2 separate regions of the Rattus norvegicus genome follow, and region 2 is linked to region 1. Evidence: chromatin contacts called from public Hi-C data. All regions are on one chromosome and are shown on one strand. Each heading gives the region's core, a stretch centred on a gene start, on an enhancer-like site or on the middle of the called end of the contact. The rest is flanking DNA. Distances are from core to core; before and after follow the strand shown. Region 1 overlaps Pard3b (par-3 family cell polarity regulator beta). Region 2 holds the start of Nrp2 (neuropilin 2).

Region 1 (7,222 bases), core at 3,079-5,578:
TTCCATGGATAAATCACACTGCATTCTAGTTTGTGTGCTTACTTCCTGGGAGACTTTCTTTATCTCCCTGTATCCTTAATAAGGAAGGCACACATGCCATATGAAAAAAAACTAAAGATACTAAGATGCTGTATAAAGAAAAGTGGATGCAGAGGAATCAGGAATAAAACTACTCGGGTTATGCTTGACCCAGGAGACAAGGACAAAATAACTTTCTTAGTGTGCAAAACTAAAACGCTCATGGGTTTTGGAGTGAAGAGAGAACAGAGGAGGAATAACAAGATAGAAAAGAATGAGGGGGCTGGAGTACTTTGTGCTCTTGCTAGAGAGCCCAGGTTCAAATCCTCACACCTACAAAGCAGCTCACAACTGTCTAGAACTCCAGTAATAGGGAATTTGATGCCCTTTTCTGGCCTTTGGAAGCACCAAGTGTTGATATTCTGTTTAACACCGAGCACACACATCACATGTACACAAACATACAGGCACTCACACAAACACATAAACAACAACAAATGAATTCTTTTTTTTTAAATCAATTGATAAGAAAGGTAAAAAGACATATTTAAAAGGCACAGCGCGGGCTGGAGAGATGGCTCAGTGGTTAAGAGCACCGACTGCTCTTCCAGAGGTCCTGAGTTCAAATCCCAGCAACCACATGGTGGCTCACAACCATCTGTAATAGGATCTGATGTCCCCTTCTGGTGTGTCTGAAGACAGCTACAGTGTACTCATATACGAAATAAATAAATAAATCTTTAAAAAAAAATACAGACAACTGGGGCTGGAGAGATGGCTCAGTGGTTAAGAGCACCGACTGCTCTTCCAGAGGTCCTGAGTTCAATTCCCAGCAACCACATGGTGGCTCACAACCATCTGAAATGGGATCTGGTGCCCTCTTCTGGTGTGCCTGGAGACAGCAACAGTGTGCTCATATACATTAAATAAATAAATAAATCTTAAAAAAAAAAAAGGCACAGCGCATGTACCATCAAACAACAACAACAACAATAACAACCCTAAAGATGCTATTATGCTGTATAGAGAAAAGTAGATGCAAAGGAACCATAAATAAAAGTACTTGATAAGTATAACAAAAGCTGAAACTGGACATGGTGGCTCATTCCTGTAATTTTAGCATCCAGAAGCTATTTAATGAGTTCCAAGCCATCCAGAGCTGAGTAAAGAGACCCTGTTCAAAAGAAATGAGAAAAATTCTTCAGTGCTTTTGATATGTATAGACTATCTCGTTTTCTTCTACAAACGCATGATTGAACTTGAAATGACAAGAAATAGTAGCTTCCGGTTGTCACAAAGCTGGTGTGTGGCAGAGCTGGACAGAGACCTATGTGGATGGGTTGCCAAGTCCCTGGTCTTGCCCAGTGTTCTGCATGCCCTCCTAGGGTACCACAGAGCATGAGGCAAATGAGTATCTTTGCTGGCTGACTGTAGACAGGTTCTGTAGTATATTATAGTAAGAAGAAGTAAGGTTGGATTTCTACATCCTTTAACTAGGTGTCAATCTAGAATGGAAATAGACTGAAAAAAATCAAAATATAAGGTATTGGGCTATTGGGATCACTCAGTATGTCAAGGTACTTGGACAGAAAGCCTGAATTCCTGAGTTTGATAAATGAATCCCTTAGTGAAAGAGCTGACTTTTAAAAGCTGTTCTCTGATCTTCATCACATTGCTTTGTATGCTCACGAGTGTATACCCATGTGCGTGTACATGCCACACATACCACAGACCGCCCCCCTTCACACACACACACACACACACACACACACACACACACACACACAGAGAGAGAGAGAGAGAGAGAGAATACAACAAAGCTAAGAGAATATAGGGAAATAGTTTTGTGGCTTAGAGAAGAAAATATAGGGAAATATTTTTGTGACTTGGAGGTAAGAAAATATTTCTCAAGATGCTGAAACACAACCAGTGACCGTGTCTAGTAACTGGTATATGGGAAGCTTGACTGCTGCAGAACGAAGCATCTTGTACTTAGGTATGCACTGACATATTTGATGGTACTACAAACTGATGAGGAAAAAATCAACAGAATAAGACGTCTAAGAAAAGATGTACAAGATAAATAAATAATAAATACAACAGGGACTTCTAAGACTTATAACAAGCCAATAGGAATACATAAAACACACTGGTAATGGAAGAAATCCATATACAGGTACATGAAATACAGCTTGATATGTGATTAGAAAGATGAAAATTGGAAAGGTGAATGATACCAAGTATGGGTGAAGACCTTGAGCACTGAAAACGCTCATGTTAGAAATGTAATTTTGTATATAACTAGACAGCAAGAAAATAATAAAATAAAATAAAATAAATTTAAAAATTCATTTATTCTCTACTCTCTATGATTCCAAGGCAGAAAAATTTCCTCAGGTCCTTTACAAGGTATACAAAAGGATGTTTCTTTATGCCATTGTATGTTAAGGGAGTTTGGAAGCTAAATGGTTGCCCATCATTCGGGACTATAAAAATAAAATAGAGCAGATACACACATAAAGTAAAATTAAAGGAACAAATAAGATTGACATGGAATTATGTAGACTTGGAATTAAAGACAATGTTGAATCAAAGAAATGAGGAATGAAAACATTTAGATGATTCTAGTTTGGAATAGCATAATACTATTTTTTTAAAGCTAAATCTGTCTGTTTAAAGGTAGACAGTATGACTTGGTGAGAGCCAGCGTGGCTAGCATGTGCGAGGCCTTGGGTTTGTTCCTTGGCAGCATTTAACATTGCTAATAAATAACTTTCACTGTGGATATATCTAAACATCTTAAGTAAATGTGAAGCAAAAAAGAAATTAGGAACATGGATCAGGAGAGGCCATTAAATAGAAGATTTTCTGTAGACAATGACAGTAGAGCCATGAGTAAGAGCTGTTGTTCAGACTCAGTCAGAAGACATAGAAGCCAATTAGGTGACATATCACAATGGAAATGGGTGGCAGAGGATCCAGACACCCAGAGAGCATGGACACTATTCTTTTTACATGTTACATGCTATATGGGGAAGATAACGCATGCTAGTATTAAGAGAGATTTCTAAAGTTGCATTCTCCTAAAAGCAGAAAGGTGAACTTTTAAGCATGGCCGTTTAACCATTCATAAATTGGAGGCATTGGTGAGAGGGAGCCATTTTTCCTGAACCAATAAAGAAAAGTTAATGATAGCAACAGTAGGAGAAAGGTTTGGGGAGGGAAAGCAAGCCTGCCTGGAGCCATTCCCAAACATCACAAAGGCACTAATCCCCGTCTTCACCATTCAGTCCACAGTTCTCTGCGGGCCTGAAATGTTAAGAAGCAAGCTGTCTACAAGCCATGCTTCCCAATATCTGAGGGAGGCAAAGCTCTGCAATCTGAGAGAGAAGAATAAGACAGCTTCAAGGTGAGTGTGCAAGCAAACGAAAGAGAAAAGAAAGGAAAAGACAAGACAGCATGAAAGAGAAAGGGAGGGAGAAGACAGAGATCAAACAGTAAAACCTGACAAGGAGTGGAGGCTACACAGATGAGTAGATTGCAGAGCCTGGGAAGGTAAGAAATGGGGGTGTGATGAAACAGGAACAGTATAAACTATGATCGGCCTATAATCCAAACTCAACAGGGAAGGACTGGATAAAACCAGTTGTGTTGGGAGGGGTTAAATCTGAGAGTAAGCTCAGGCTTGAGAAAAAATGCAGGAGACAATAAAAGGAATTGTTAACGTATGTTTAGAGTGAACTGGAGGTATGATTCATACCCCCCTGGGGGCAGATATTACAGAATTAGCAGATGACAGGAGAGACAACAGTGGCCATTAGCATTCCAAACGCTCCTCTCTTTCCTATCAATGAGAATGATCTTCCTACTAAGCCACAAAACAACAGATTAGGAAGGAACCGAAGCCCCAGAGAGGAGATAAAACTACAAGGGATCATCTAGCTCCTTTATATGAGTCCATGTCCCTGGGCCTAAATGAATCTCAGCCCATCTCACTGAAGGATCTCTTCCTGGCTGCTGGGCTGCAATAAATTCACTCTGGGAGAGGTGAAAGGCGCAGAGGACCCAGACCAAAGTCACACTTTTAAAGGAGTGGGGTGGGGGAGAGAGGACCAGAGCCAAAGGCACTTTGAAAACAACAGGATTCCGCCTTATAGAAACTACAGAGAGATAAATAAGAATAGCAAAGTTGCTAAGGACAGAAAAGGACAAGGACCTACCAAACTCACTTATTTTCTTTCCTAAAGGACTGGCTAATGGGGCCAGGCTGTAAAGATCTTTATCTTTCTCAAGGTGGTTTGGTGAGTCAGTAGTTAAGCTCGAGCACCCAGACAAGTAGTTATTTAGATTCCTCTAAAGCCAGTGCTACCTAGGGCTTCCTTATCAATTTAGGGCTTTCTTATGCCTTAGGCAAATATTCAGCCCTGATTGTCCCCTCCCTCTTTCCAGCGGCTCCTGGAGAGGCCATGCTCTCCTTCCTGGTGACATTGGAGCCTTCAGAAAGATCACAAACTACCATGGACTTTTTCAGGAAACTCCTACGTATGCTTTGATTTTCTCAGCTGAAGACTTTCTTGTAACCTTTAGAAGCTTTTGCTTCACACACTTCTATTTCCCACTGTTTAATGAGAAGACTATGTCTCTTCTCTATCCTAGTCTGTAGAGTAATAATCTTCTGACTTCCCTCACTTATGCAAAATCACACACCTCCATCAGCACACACCCAGCCCTGGCAACCCTTCCTCTCCTGAACTCTTTCCCCTGTCTCCTCCACCTTTCTTTAATGTCTCTTCCTTCTTTCTTTCCTTTTCTCCCTTATGCTCCTTCTTAGAAAAGTCTTGTGCACCCATGTATGTATGTGTTCACATGTGGGAGATTATAGAAACACACATGGCATAACAGGTATGTGGAGGTCAGAGGACAAGCTTGGGTATCATCCTTCTTCACTGAGGCAGTCTGACTTGTTAATGTAACGCATGGCAGGCTAGCTGGCTCCCAAACTCCTGATAAGTTTCCTGCTTCTGAGTCCTATCTCCATGTAGGTTAGTGGTTCTCAAGCTCTGGGTCACTACTCCTCTGGGGGTCACATATCAGCCATCCAGTATGCCAAATATTTGCATTACAATTCACAACAGTAGCAAGATTTCAGGAATGATGTAGCAATGGGATAATTGTGTGGTTGGGGGCGTTAACACAAGACAAGGAACTGTATTAAAGGGACTCAGTGTTAGGAAGGCTGAGAACCACTGTGATAGATATGTGCTGGGATTGTGCATGTGTTTTTGTGTCTGACTTTTACAGGAATTCTGGGGATCTGAATTCAGGGTGTCAAGCTGGCACGGCAAGTACTTTACCCACTGAGAGATCCTTCTGCCCCCCTTCCCCCATCCCCAACTCACATTTCAAGACATGGTTTTGCTATGTAGGCCAGGAAATCCTCCTGCCTTTCCTACTTCAGAGTTGGATACAGGAATGTGTTACCATGTTTGGTCATCTCTTTGTTTCTTAGTGCTTATGAGCCAGGCTATAATTTATCTTCTAAATAAATCCCACTCAAGAAGTTTTTATGCAGTCTATTCTGTGCCCTACACCCTATCCAAAGTGTGTAAGACACACTCCTGTCCTCAAGTACATCAGCGTCACCATCAAACATGAGCACATGCATCTGAGAACCCTTGGGAACTGCTTGTACACCATGATTAAGTACTAAAACATGCCCCTCCCTCCTCCTCACTTCCAGTACCTTGTGTTTCGTGGGTACTCAATACTTTTCTTTGTTTTATTAATGAAAGAGTGAATAAACATATGTTGGTTCAAATTCAAAATTCTAGAAGTCTGGAAAAGAAAGGACCACAGTGTCCCACTGATGGAAAGCAGCCATATAATTATTACTCTGAGAAGAAACATAATATTTATAGTTTGAGTCTGGGGAAGAGAAACTACCTCCTCAAATTGCTTGTTTACTCTTAGTGGAAGGACGGATGTTCTTTTGTGTATACCCAGCAGAGCTTCTCAATGAGGGACTTAAGTCAACTTTAAACTAATCTCATAAATGTTTTCCTATGATTGTCCTATCATCAAATGTATAAAATGCAAATATTTATAAGTCTGAAATTCTATTTATTGTCATTATCATCATCATCATCATTATCATTATTAGTTAAGCTACCTTTAAATATAGCCAAGGCACAATATACAAAGCTTGGTAAAGGAATCTTTATAAGAGGACAGAAGGGAAGTGACTCTTGGGCACTGGGCAAGAATAGATAGCCAGGGCTTGCCTAGAACCCCCACTGGTCATCACATGCTAATCTGAATTTCTGGTGACTTAGAAAGAAAGAGAGACATGCCCACTCATCAAACTCTCGGGTGGCTTTGAATCACACACGCTCTTCCTGACACTGTTACAGAGTAGTTGTCTCACTGTTGAAGCAGCACTTTCCATGGCTCATTCCAAAATTCCTAAGTTTTGACCTACGATTACTTGCCAGTGAAGTGTAGGACAAGCTCCATTTAGCAACTACCCATTGCCCAGTGATGCTATTTTTTGGGTGAGAAATCTCTGTAGTCCCTGGAATGTACCTCTTTGGAGACATCATTTCCTCTCGTAGCACCATAAGGCAGCTTGAAAGAGAAAGAACCTTCATGAAGAAGTAAATTCTAAAAGGACTAACCACTTAGCTCCCCAGAAGCCCAGCTTCCTGGCCTGTTCAAGAAGAACTCTATTTTCCCTTTATAGCCTTGTTGAGATAACATTGAAAGTAAATGAGATGGTGTTTATTATAGAGTTTAGCATCCTCTAAAGTTCTTTATGCATGTAAGATGCTATTTTGGTACTTTTGGTTATGTGTTTTGTTTCTGAAATACTAGCATGCTATGAGAAGCTACCAATTGGGAGTGAAAAGAACATCAAGCTATAAGTCAGTCATTTGATTTTAATGCCAGCTTGTTTGATGATAGGTAAATACATCTCTCCAGGCAGGCACTAGTCTTATCCACACAACACAAATTTCCATCATAGCATTTAACAAGTCTGACATCGTTTTTAGCTCCCTTCTTTGGCAAAAAGGGTTCCTGATCTGCATCAGGTAGCAACCTTGTGCTCTTGACTTACAAAGATAGGCCATTTCTTTGAGAAAGTTATCAGATACCCAGAACATCCCATAATGTGTTCTTTCTGTTAGTGGATTAGAGACCCAATCTC
Region 2 (7,222 bases), core at 1,843-4,342, 310 kb before region 1:
AACAAATCGATGCGGCGGTGGGGACGGCGCTGGGGGGTGGGGGTGAGAGCGCTGGGGGGCGCCCACGTCTCGGCCACGTGGATGCCCGCGCGGCGTGCTCTTCACCTGTTTGTGCGCTCAGGCGGGCGCTAGCCGCACTGTGCTCGGGCAGACTGTGCGAGTTGCGCGCATTCCTGCGGCTTAGGCTGCCAAGCTGTTTCCCGCCTCTCCCCGCCCTCAGTGCTGCAATACCACCCCGGCTTCCTGCCTCCCGGCCAGGCTAGCACCGGAATCTTTCGGCATCAGGCCCCCAGCTTCTACATGCCAGTTCTCCAGGGGCTGCGGCGAGCTTGCAGCGCCAAGCACAGCGCCCTGAGTAGGAGGGGGCGCTCCGAGCCGGCCTAGCCCAGCTGCTCAGACTCCACTAGACCGGGGCGGGAGGGTACGCGCCTGGGAGCCGATGTATGGTGCCCACAGGGCCTTCCAGCTACTGCGGACCAGCTCAGTTGCGGGTATTTTGCTCAGTTGCCCCCATTTGTGCCCGCCACCTTCTTTCCTGACTTCCTTCTCGGAATAGGTTCCCGCCGCCGCCGTAGTGCCAGGGCCAACCCACCTTCTGGCGGGCGCTCATAGGGTGAGTCAGAGGTCTAGCTTGGCCTCGCCCTTAGCCACCCAGGCTAGGTCTCCCGGTACCAATTAGTTTTTGGACTGAAAACATGACCGGAGATTGATCACCTTTTCGGGGAGCCGGATAATATCTAGTCCGGGCGGGTCCCACCCCCGGCCCAAGGCTGCCCGCGGGGCTCTTAGTGGGTGATGAGCTTCTTCGCACCCCGCGCTTTTGAGCTTCTCTGGAAGTGACGCAGTAAGACCAGGGATTGGAATGGGAGGGGGCTCTGCAGAGAGCGCGGAAGGCAGGTGGCAGAGCAGGAGTGGGTTCGAGCGGGTGTCGTACACACATGCTCCACGCAGCGCTTAGGGACAGATGTGCGAACATCTGGGATAGGAGATGGTCCCCAAGTCTTTACAATCCCAACCGCTTCGCACATCACCGGAACCTGAAGTTGTGTGTGTGTGTGTGTGTGTGTGTGTGTGTGTGTGTGTGTGTGTGTGTTGTGTACCAGTGCACGCGCACTCGCACACCCGGGCCTACCGGAGTCCGTTCTTGAATACAAAATATACTGTAGGCATTCTCAAGGAGCGCGCGTGCGCGCGCACACACACATACATATACACATATACAACAAACCACACACATACATAATTTACGCAGCATTCAGGTCCGTGGGAGGTAATTTAATTTCTATTCAAGCTGGGAATTCAGAATAAAGGCAAGATGGAATGCTAGGCCCAGAAATTTTCCCCAGGAAGGACCTGCACCCAACCCTTCCTTGGTTCATGCTTTGCAGTTGCCAGTAGGACCAGTTACCGCAGAGAGGGAGCTGCAAAGGCTTGTTGGATTTGGGTCTCAACAGCATTGCCCACTCTGCCAAATCCCCAAAGATGGCAAAAAATAAAACCCATATATGTCCCACGTAAAATGGGTGTAGGTGTGTGTTGGGGAAGGAACAAGAAGCTTGGTAGCCGCTAAGCTTTCTCCTCAGGACCCGCTAAGCACGGTGCGGAGCGCCAGGGTGGCTGTGAGGAAGGAGACCCACCACCGCGGCTGGCTGTCTCCGCCAAGTGCCTCGAGGTAATAGAGTTTTTGTCTCTATCTTTCCTCCCTCCTTCTCTTATCCCCCATTTCCTTGGTAGATGGTTTCCCATCCCAGTCACCTGTAGGAGCAAACGCTAAGAGTTTTTTCAGGTTCCAGACACTGTCTTAGAGCGGAGGGAAACACCCCCAGAAGCAGTTCCAGAGTGGAAGAACCGCATTCCCAGAGACCTGTTTTCAGAGAAGTATCCCCTGTCGCACTCCACAAGAGCTGGCCCTGGCCTCTCCTAGGCCCTGCTGTGCTTATCTCTGCAGCCTGTGTCCACACACCCTTTTTGGCAGTGTTTGAGAACAAATTCCACTCAAAACTTTCTAACCACTTCACATGAGGAGACTGTCGAGGGTCATGCAGTTTGTTTTATCTTTTAAGAAAAAAAATTTAAAGAACATGATTTGCTTTCCCAGAAAACACACAGATTCACGAGAGAGCGGGGACTATCAACTGCCCACGGGAAAGCTTCCATTTCAGCCACAAGCTGGCTCGCTCCACTAGCTTCAACCCTACAGTTCTGAGATGTATCCTCCCATTCTGCAAAGAATCCACACATCTGAAAAGCAAAGCTAGACTCTAGCTTTTTTTCCCAAGCCCTTCAGCTAACATTGCTCAATGTAGCTAAGCAGAGGGAATGTAAGTGATTTATATTTCACTGGCTAGGTTGAGGAAACTCAAGGGAGATGTGTTCTGCTTCAAGACAGGGAGGAAAAAAAATCCCCAAAACTGTAATGCAAAGGCTTTGTAGTATTTTTAAACCTTTGATTCAGTCCATATGTGACATCTGAACACCGCCAAATTCTGTTACAAAACACACACACACACACACACACACACACACACACACACACACACACACACTCCCTTAGCAAGAGAGAAAAGTTGGGTTTAGCAGCCCTGGTGGTATAAAGAAGGCCACGGAGATCTCCCTTTAAATTATTGAGTATTGAGGGAGCCTCCTCCTGAGCGGTTCTGAGTGGCTTCTCCGCATTAGCAGTCGCCCTTAAAGGGGGAACCATGTAAAAATGAATAGAAAAACTTTGAAGGGCTTACCTTGCTGGCTTCTCACTTTGTGTCCCGAAAAGTACAGAGCTAAGAAAATCCAGGTGAGAGGAAACATATCCATTTTTGACAGAGAGGCTCTCTCCAGGGCTAGGTTGGTGGGATCTCGTATAATTATGTCTTTGTGTTTTTCCTCTCTAATTTTCTTCCTTGTGGTGTCTTCTGCAAAGGTCTCTAATGATCAGCGTTTTCCTCCTGCGTCCTGGAGGTCCGTCTGCCTTCACCTTTATTCTTGCTGGAATATCTCCACCTCACTAAGAGATAGCCCCTGAAATCAGCAAAGAGGGAGCAAGCTGGGGAAGCGGAGACCAGTTTCCTCTTCAAACCCAAACGCGTGTATGGTCTCTTCAGTTCCTCAAAGTGTCATTTCCTTTATCCTACAACATCACGAGGGTTTCCCGAAAGCTAAGCGCAAAATAATAGTAATAATAATAATAACCAAAGCCAAGAATTGCCCTGGGCATCACACGGCCCCTAAGCAGCTGTGTGATCTCAGAAGCGCAAACTGACACAGGTCTGCCGGCACCCAGGACACACGCGGGCAGAGGTACCGACCGCTGGACAGGCGGAGTGGTAGGCAGTCAGGCGCCCGGCTCTTAGTCTTCTCCGGGTTCCCCTAAGCGGGAGCCTTCCCCAGCGGCTACACCCGCTTGGCCAGTCTCTGGAGGGGAGAGCGAGGCAGGAAGCTGCTGTGGCCGGTGCTGCTGGTGCTGCTGCGGGTGCGGCGGCGGCGGCGGCGGCTGAGATCGCCCGCGAGTGTGCGAGCGGCTCTCCGAGTTCGCTGGCGCCCGCCCTCACCTCCACCTCGCCCAGCGCCGGGCCGAGTGTCTGTGCTTCTGAGGATGTGCCGGGGGCGGGCTGCGGGCTGGTGCCTCGCTCGCCTCCTCTGTCTCCCCTCCGGCTCCCCCCTCGCCTTTTCAGGCCGAGCAGCATGTGGATGTCAGAGCCGCGGCAGAGCGATCCGATTACGCGCCCGCTCAGGGCCCGCCCCTTCTGTGTTCCTGATTAAAGAGGCAGCCGCGGAGACGCGCGGCGCAGAGCCGAAGACCGCGGCACCCAGCTCGGGCGGGGCGGCGGTGGCTCTCAACCCTGCGACCGCGCGATCAAAGTTAAGGTGCCACACCACCCTGCCGCCCCTATCCCAGTCCGCACCTCCCTCCTGCCCCGCGCAGCTCCATGCCGGGCTGCGGGTGTGTCTGTCACACCCGGAGCAAGGAGCGCCCTCCCTTCAGGGCGCGCTGCTCTTGCCGCAGGGAAACTCCGAGGAGCCCGGGAAATTCTTGTTCCCCACCAAATTCCGAGACTCGGAAGCCACACACTCAGAATCCAACACAATGCCACCTGCCATGGCGTTACGGGAGTTGGGTGGCGGACTGTGTTTGGCGTAGGGAGCCAGTCAAGGGCTCAGCCCTGTGTTCTCAGAGGCAGCAATGCGTGGCGGCGACACACACACAGGCAACCTTAGCTTTCCTTGAAGCAAACCTCTAGTGTTTCTTGGGTTTACTTCTCAGATCCTTTGTTGTGTCCGGAACAGGCTCCTCTGTGGTCTGGGTTAGGATTTACTTCAACCTGCGCCCTTAACTTATAACTATCTTTAAACGAGGAACGATTTTATTGAATAAAGAATTTCCCCAGGCAATTAAATTGTCCCCTGGCCACCCAATACACCTTCAAGCTTCCGCACATAGTACAGGTACAGGAAGGCCTCTTGGAATGCTACTGTAACTACTTCTGTTCATGTTTCCTCAAGGAAAGTGGTCACAATGTTGACAGAAAGAGAATAGCATTATGCTACCTATTTTTAAGTGGAGACATGAAAACTGTTTCAAGGTGCTGTAAGCTAACAGTCCCGGGAACACTTGTATCTTTGTTTCTGAGGGTGGTTGGATGATCCCCAGCTGTCATATTCACCAGGCACCGTTGCTTTACCATGATCAAGATTCAATACAACACGCCTGGCAAACTTTTCAATCCCTCTCCTAGCAGTCTGCAGATTAAGAAACAAGTTTGGGTGACAAAGGACATGCACATCTAACTATCCATTTTTTTTTCCCTTGGAGTGGACTTATGGGTTCTGGGTCGTTTCTTTTCTTATCTGGACTTGCCATTAGCTTTGTTTATCACAGTCAGTGTTTGGAAAAAAAATCTGTAACTCTCACTTAACTGTTATTTACATGGAGATAAACCCAAACAAAATTGAATCAGAAGTGATTTGCAACTAGTTAAATGAAGACATAGAGGGGTTTTACAGTGGAAGTCCAGAGGCTGGATGTCACGTGGTTAATCTTACTGCTTGGCTGAAAAGGTCAGGAGTCAGAGGCCCCCTGAGTTCTTCCAGAGGGCAACACACACACACACACACACACACGCGCGCGCACACACACACACCACCTCAAAAACTCTTAGGGGCTAGTTTTGATTTCCTTTATCCTTCCTTACCCTTCCCTGTTTTTTTGTTTTTTTTTTTTCTGTTCCTAGGCTTAAGAGAAAACCGCTATCACTAAAGCTCCAGTGTTACAATTGTCTTAACGTCCAATAGTAAAGAATGATCTCCCAGTCCCAAATATTTGATGAAGGAAGAGGGGAAGTCTGGATTTTGGGCCTTAAACTCAAATCCTGGTTTGTGTTGTTAAGAAAACACTAATCCAAGGACAAACAGCGCTATCTGCATTAGCAGGGCCTGCAAGGAAAGAGTTACTTAGTTTCACAACCCCACTGCTCTTCAGGCTACCAAACCGTTCCAATTTGGACTAGAGCTAGACACAGCAGCTTTCTGAGTACACTACAGACAGGGTTTAGGCGAGGACAGAGAGAAGACAGGAGAGAGTGAGAAGGAAACCCAAAGCCCATTGGGAAACCCTAAGGATGACAACCCGGAACTGCTGGGCCTGGGGCCTCAGACTTGAGGGTCCCCATCTGGCTACTTCCTGGGTTCTCCTTGCTTCTGGGAAAAGCCACAGTAAGATCCAGTGTTCTGTTCCTGGATTCTGCTTCCGGCATCATGAACTTCATTCTTTCAGAGGTGTTCTAAAGGGGGCGCCAACTTGCTTCTTGGGAGTCTCTGTCTCTGTCTTGCAGAACTTCACTGCAGTCAGCTGAAGGCTTCAGGTACTGCAGATGGCCTGAGGGAGGGAGAACCCCTGGGGACTCAAAACGGCCAGAGCTTTCCCAGTCCTCTAGGGGGCAGCACTCAATAAATAATGCCGATGCCACCAAAGGCTCTATATGTGCTGGGGAGCTCCTGCCATCTCAGAGGACTTCAGCAGACCAGGGGAAATTCAACAGCAGGCTAGAGCCCACCCTGAACAATATCTCACTGGCCTCCGGAGCGCTTAGAATTGCTTTCGCCTAGGACTTTCAAGGATTCTTCAGAACAGAACACAAAATCCTTTGTGGGGCACATGGAAAAAGGGTCTTCAGGGAACGTTTCCAACTGGGGCTGGCTCAGACCTGTCAATTGTTTGTAATCTGGAGGGGAATCCGAGGGGTCTGCTGCCATGCTTTTGGTTTTAAGAGCCAAAGCAGATGTAAGGTGGTTGAAGATCCAGGCTCCGCACTGCCACGTGTATCCACAACCCTGCCTCTTGCTTATGAAAAGACCAGGAAAATTTCTGTAACAATGGTTTTATGAATGGAAACACTGAACTGCCCCCAAACAGCTCACAGTGAATCTAGGATTCCTGAACTTACCTCTTGCTCAGCTGGGATGTCCACATCATCGTCCTCAATTATGAAATAATAATAATAATAATAATGATGATGATGATTATATCCTACAGTCCTTAGATGGAGAGGAGTGGGCTAGGGGAACATAGAGCAAGTTTCCAGATGATGTTAAAAGGAAGCTGTCCTCAGACACTTCCTGAGGAAAGTCAGGATATCCTGAGCTATTCAGTCCCAAACTTTGAGGGCGCTAGGATCATGAGGGGCAGATGTTAAAAGCCCAGGTCTTGGCTCACCAGCCTCCTGTAGGTAGAATTTCGTAGTCTGAGATGACTTCTGGGTATCTGCATTTTTTCCCCACACATGTTTTAGATGATCCTGACCAATTGAACAATAATTTTGATGTGTGCCATTTACTGTGCAGCCTTCAATATATCTTCTATTGAAGGATGTGTGGAGAAGTATTCCCTTCACAGTTTCCCTGCCAACACTTTTTGGGTGAGGTCTGATGTTTCAGATTTCAGAAGAGCCTCACCAAGAATATATCCACTGAAGTGCCAGAATGGTGGGGCTACCTTGTGACTTTGAAAAGCAGTGGGTCAAAGAACCTATTTGGAAACCACCTCAAAGTTGACCCGGCATAGCAGGGAGATTTGGAGCGACATGGTCAGAGGACCAGTTATTGGAGTCTGGAGCTGGATTCAGTCTTTCCCCCAGACAAGCATCAGTGGTGGCTGCTAGCAGCTTCTTCAGGTAGCTTTTCCATTTGTGTTCATCAAATTGTATTAAATGTTCAGAGATGCGTGACTATG

What was found. A called contact is a pair of places that touch in the nucleus more often than the background predicts.
Region 2: a contact with region 1 is called in a Hi-C map of the A7r5 cell line, with 4 times the contacts expected there. The contact joins the promoter of Nrp2 here to the enhancer-like site in region 1. A contact is called at or near these places in 5 of 12 Hi-C or Micro-C datasets (the A7r5 cell line, the Rat2 cell line, kidney and 2 more).

What each region holds. Positions count from the first base shown.
Region 1 is chr9:71,301,142-71,308,363 of GRCr8, reverse strand. All of the region lies in intron 18 of Pard3b (par-3 family cell polarity regulator beta), which reads right to left. It overlaps LOC134480583 (a long non-coding RNA gene), which reads left to right. Exons shown (of 4, transcript XR_010055006.1): 1 at 1-3,427. Among named protein-coding and RNA genes, the nearest start is that of Nrp2, 310 kb to the left of the region's middle. Within about 2 kb of position 4,328, at least 3 of the 93 cell types and tissues checked have an H3K27ac peak or open chromatin away from gene starts, as enhancers often do. A contact at or near this core is called in the A7r5 cell line, where this site is marked.
Region 2 is chr9:71,613,124-71,620,345 of GRCr8, reverse strand. Nrp2 (neuropilin 2) reads right to left here and starts at 3,092. Exons shown (of 17, transcript NM_030869.4): 1 at 2,739-3,092. The coding sequence starts at 2,811.